Regions from separate parts of the Zea mays genome. Here region 1 is linked to region 2. Evidence: chromatin contacts called from public Hi-C data. All regions are on one chromosome and are shown on one strand. The core of a region is the stretch at or near the end of the contact, and the rest is flanking DNA. Distances in the headings are between cores, read along the strand shown. Region 1 holds the start of LOC100279923. Region 2 holds the start of LOC103645821 (ethylene-responsive transcription factor ERF003).

The links. Hi-C and Micro-C count contacts between places; a contact is called where the count stands out from the background.
Region 1: a contact with region 2 is called in a Hi-C map of tassel, with 1.7 times the contacts expected there. The contact joins the promoter of LOC100279923 here to the promoter of LOC103645821 in region 2. A contact is called at or near these places in 2 of 25 Hi-C or Micro-C datasets (leaf and tassel).

What each region holds. Positions count from the first base shown.
Region 1 is chr2:4,854,878-4,857,798 of Zm-B73-REFERENCE-NAM-5.0, reverse strand. LOC100279923 reads right to left here and starts at 1,642. Exons shown (of 18, transcript NM_001152873.2): 1 at 1,278-1,642; 2 at 1,126-1,185; 3 at 947-1,023. The coding sequence starts at 1,577.
Region 2 is chr2:4,584,698-4,587,522 of Zm-B73-REFERENCE-NAM-5.0, reverse strand. LOC103645821 (ethylene-responsive transcription factor ERF003) reads right to left here and starts at 1,254. Exons shown (of 2, transcript XM_020548020.2): 1 at 271-1,254; 2 at 1-186. The coding sequence starts at 350.

The sequences.
Region 1 (2,921 bases), core at 393-2,892, 270 kb before region 2:
GTGATGTCTATTTGAACGCAGCCAAGATAAATGGAGCCAATTCTCCACAGAACAGACAGCAAAGTGATTCCAATTCTGACAAAATGAACACCTGTATCATTAAAAAAACTTGACTTGTGGGGAGTAAGACAGCCCCAGACAGGTCGAAAAAACCCGCGAACACCTGCCCCACCCATACACAGCGGCACCATAGCCCATGTGAGAAACGACAGCGACGGGGTCTTAGACCTGTGCTTTGGCGTGGGACAGACGAGGGATTTTTTTTTAACCACAACCTAAAATTCGCTTCCACGGGGAGTTGAACCTAAGACTTGAGGAGTGCTACTCATACCACCTAACCAACTCGGCTAGAGGCCCTTTCGCAACACATGTATCATTAAACTATGCGTTATCAGTGGAAGGCTACATTAAACTATCATGTCATCAATGGATGATTAAAGTTACAAAGTGTTTTTTCACCTCATACAAAGTGTTTTTTTCTAAGGCACACCAAGTAAAAGGACTGGGCATTTGAAATTTACAAGGCAGCTGGATTCCTAATTAAGAAGTGACCAACAAAGGTGCTTAGCCAATCTACACAGAAATTAAGCTTAACAAAATAAGGCAGGTGCATTATGGAACTAGCTACTAGGGCACACAGAAAAGAGTAATTCACCAAGCCACAAAAGTTGGATTGTAATCAATGGAATTTAGCAACAAGCGACAAATGACGGAAGCTAGGCGTCCACAAAGTTCGCTTGATCTTGACAACAAAAGACAGGTGGATTATCAACTGTGGAATCAAGGCACAAGCGACAAAAGCCGCAATTCACCGATCCAGACAGCTTAATTTGAGCTCCAACCAAAGGCAGGTGGGTCATGGAATAAGGTGCAAGCGACAACGGGCGCAATCCGCCAATGGGCGAATCAGCACACAGAGGAGGGGGGGGGGGGGGGGGGGGCTCACGTTGCTAGGAAGAACAGCACCACAGTTTCCTTCTTCAGCTTCTCCTCGTATTCCTCGTCCTCCTGAGCATAGTCATCCTGCACACGTCCCAGAAATCTCTCAAGCTCCAGCACAGCCGGCAGCCCAATCTAGCTTAGAACACACACGTACGCATATAGATGTAGATCATGCAAAATTACCAGATCCACCACTTTGAACACGGCCTTCTCGTACCGCGCCCTCGCCTCCTCCGCCATGGACTGATGAGTACATAAACGCATCGAGTCAAAAAAAAAAAGAGGCAACGGAACAAACTAGACTAAACGCGAGTGGGATCGGATCGGGCAGCGACCTTTGCGAACCCCTCGGCGGTGCCAGTCTGTGTGCCGAAGAAGATGGTGACGCGCTTCCGGCCGTCATCAACGTCGGCGTCGGCGTCCACCTTGACCGGCGGTGGCCGTACCGGCGTGGCGACCGGCTTGGACGGCGTCCCGCCTCCGGATCGGAACCAGACAGCGATAATAAGCAGCCCCGCGACGAGGGCCGCGGCGGTGGCCGCCAGCGCGGCGAGTGGGTCTCCCCCCGCGGCGGCGGCGAGCTCCGGCGGTATGACGGAGCCCGCCCACTCCCTCGCCGCCTCCAGCGCCGCCATCGTCACTCGCTTCCACCCTCGCCCACCGCGAGGGATTGGGTAGGGAGGAGGAGACGAGATCGAGGACGGCAGGAGGGGGTGGGGTGCGTGCACCTACCAACAACCAGTGGCTTCGCTACTAGTGGTGCTAGAGACGGCAATGGGGCCGATCCTGATTCTCCACGGAAATTCCCTCCAAGGCCTAGTATCTCAATCTTGAGGTGAATTAAGACGTAAATTAAACTAATTTATACCTCAATTCACTTTAATATTATAGATTGAGATCAATACTAGAGTACTCAAACAGAAATCTAGAGAGCGAAGATGAGAAAGTTTATGATATAAAATAGAGAGGAATTCTTTCCGAGATGATGGGGACAGGGAAGCATTTCCCATCTCTGTTCCCCGCGGAGACCCAGAGACCCTTTAAACCAGCATACGACAATGTTTTTTAAACTAATTAATAATAAAAATAAATAATTTCCTTGTCTAGAGATTAATTATTATATAAATGTGTTCATTTTAATGACACATAATGATTTATTATGTCTTACGATAAGTATAAGTAAAAATGTTTTGCATTAATAATAAAAGATGTATGTCGTAATTATAATTTAAATGAAAACGAGATATCCTTCGGGAATTATTCCTGCGGAGAACGTAGATGGGAAAGAAATATCCCAGGGCTTGTTCGATTATTCCTATCACGTGTGGATTGGATGAGATTGAAAAAAATTATGAAAGATTTTGATTTATTTAAGACTGAAGCATATCTAATCCTATCTAATTCATATGGATTGAGAGTAAACGAATAAACCCTAAGTGTTAGTATGAATCCCGAGGTGAAATTCTTTGGTCGTGAAAATGGTATAGAGAGTTATTCCGGATGGAGAATTTTCTGTTATCATCCTTAATTGTTGCGGACGGACAAGCCCGCGGGCTGGAAGTGCCTTGTCCGCTTGCTTTTTCTTAAACGAAAAAAATAACGTACATAATTATAAGGAACTTTTTTCGCTTGCTTTTCTTAAACGCGAAAAATAACATACAGTGATTATAAGGAAAATTTTCTGTTGCGGGAAAGGAATGCGAAAGGCGTGACAGGCCATTTGAGGATTTTGTGCTTGTGGGATACTGGGATTGCATCTGCAGTCAACAGCGAGCGGGGATTTTCAATCAGTCGGGAAAATTGGCTTTTGTCTCGACTCTAGATTCTGGACTGGGATACGCGGCCGGCATCTGCAACTTCCACGATATTTATTTAAGGCAGTGCTCCATGTACTACGCGGCAGCTGCGGAGGGCTGTATGCCTTTTATGTCGTGTTTGGTTCTATTAGTCTTAGGACTAAAGTTTAGTTCGAGATTAAA
Region 2 (2,825 bases), core at 5-2,504:
AGCGCCGTGCAGCAGCATTTCTCCAGCTTCGCGCGCAGCGTCGGGGAGAGCGTGCCCCCGCCGCCGCCGCCGGTAAGGGGGAAGTTGGTGCGCGCCGCGGGGCCGCTGATCAGGCGCGCCGCCTCGTCGTACGCCCGCGCCGCGTCCTCCGCCGTCTCGTACGTGCCCAGCCAGATCCTCGTCTTCCTGCACAGGCGCTCACAGCTCATCAGACGCACGCGTCTCTGAACATGCATTATTGACATGGCATGAGTGACCAGAGAACTTTACAGGAGTGGGTGTCGGATCTCGGAGACCCAGGAGCCCCAGTGCCTCTGCCTCACTCCTCTGAACCTCTGCAGCTTCGGCATGGCGATGGGCGGCCACTCTGCTCCGCGGTCTCTGTCTGTTCGGTGGTGCGTGGACTTGAGATGCTTCAGGTGCCGGCTGCTAGCTTATATACTGCGCCCAAGCCCAAGGGTGGCCTGCGAGTATACACTCTATGCAATGCAAGAGATACATCGATATATAGATGCTAGCTACTGCTTCTACTGCAGCTTAGCCATATCATATAGATAGATGAGAGACCATGATCAACACAGCTAGTAGATGTAGTACGTATCATACGCAGGCCCTGTTGGAGATGCATGGATGCTCACAGCTCGCGAGATACGCTTTACTAGCTTATTAGTAGTACCACCCATTTGGCATTGATCATCCACGGCAAATGTACAAATTAACACAGGGTGGCGACGTACGACGACTGCACACGCTAGCTCGTCCCTGCAGATACATGGAGCAAGGTCAGAGCGAGCTTTGCCTTTGCGCCGGTCACTGTGACGTACACTTGCCAAGTCGCCGGAACACCTGAACGGCGAGTGGCCCAGGGACGACGGCAGAACCACAAGTACAGGCCGGCTTCGGCGAGACGCAGAGGTGGGGTCGGATAACTGCGGATCATAGTTGAATTCAGATTCGGCTCGGATCGATTATTGTTCGCTCTTGATTATTCATGAAATAGCTAGTGGTGATCTAGGGCCAGTTAGTCTACAACTTTTACCATGAGCAAAAGGGAAGACGGAAGAGAAGAGCTAGCTAGACGGTCATTGCGTCCTAAACATTTATAAATCTTTCGTGTGCCGTTCGATAGACAACACTTAGGATCAGCGTGCTTCTAGCCCTTTGTCCCTTTCTTTAAATCTCTTTTAGGTATTAGGTATATACGATATCATGAATTCATGATATTGTTACGCTGTTTTGAATTCAAAATTGTGTATTCCTTTTTTTAATAAAAAAACTAGCTGTACTATCATTTGCATTTATGAACTCTATTATATGTTTCCAATGATCGAAATTTCATTGACCCAGTTCAAAAAAAAAATCCTGCACCCATCTGCCACCACTACGGCCCACTCTCACTGAGCAAGCAAGAGGCGACACAAAACCCGACGCGCGACGATAAGTCGATCGATAAGCAGCATGCATGCACGTCACCATAGGTGTCGTGCCACGATCCGCGATCGGACGACGGTGCTGCCACGCATGTCGACACGGCGACGAACCGGCCCCGGGCGCCGCGCGGGGCGCAGCCGTCCTTGCGTCCTCCAGCCGTCCACTCTAATCTCCCTGGTGGGACTGGGACTGGGACTGAGTGGCCGCCGCCTGCTGCGCTGGAGTAGAGACCGCCGGCGACGCACGGCACGGGAACGTGTTGGCGAATGGCGACGTGGGCCACGCCGCGGTCTCCATGCCCGCGCCGCATGGCCGGGCTGTGTCGGGGCGGCCGCTCCGCCGGTCGCCACCACGGCGCCGTCGTCGTCGTCGTCGCGCGGAACGGCGCAGCAGGTGCAGTGAACGGACTTTGCTCGCCGCACAAACGCGCGCGGTCGCGGACAAAGGCGCGGCCGGATCGCCGTCCGTCCGCCCGGCCGGACATATATGCCCGATCGATCAATGTGCACGTACGGCCGGACGTCCCCGGAGTGGGAGGAGGTGTAGCTAGCGTGCCGTACGCTCTGGCGAGCAAAGCACCGTACACATGGGACTGGGAGATCGAGATGTACCCTCAGCTCGTGCGTGCTAGCTAGCAGTTGCAGGCACGGTCAGACGCACCCATTTGCGAACGTACATTTGTCCAGGTGTGGACATGGACGCAGTCATGCGTCAGGCTAGCTGATGGCTGATGCCCGTGCCTCACACCTCGTTCGTTCTACTGGGATTCGATGGACTGAACGTGAGACTGGCTGCCGGTGCTGTCATTTCATTTCTCGTCAGATCTTTCAAAGGTCGCTTGCCGACGGTGTTCATTCTGCCCTGACCTTTGCATGGCCTGTCTTTTACTTAAGTTTGAACGAACTGACTAGGATGCCCGATGAGATGTTTACACTTTGACAGATACAGTACTTTACCATGCATCTCCGCACATTTTTGTTGGAAAAAAAAATCATTCGTGAAACAGAATAAGTTAATCTATCATTGCCATGCACAGGATGCATCGTCTCACCTACGACGGCTGGTTACTAGTCGAGTACACGTAGCTGAGGTAAGCACACACTCAGGCAGTACGAGGTTACTAGAAGAGATAAGCAAAAGAACCTAACAATCATTGTTTCCCTTTTCTTATCGAGTGTAGCAGCCGTGGGGGCGTTTTCAGATTACATCCAAAGTTGCACGCTGTTTTCACACACACGCTAGCTCAGATGGGTCTTTGAGATTGTCTCTTTATATTGCCGTGAAACCGCCATCAAAGCCGGATTAGGAGTGTGGTTTGTCCGCTATTAGGAGTGTGATTTGAGATTGTCTCTCTCTCTCGTATACGCTATTGCTTGCATTCTGCATCAACGGTC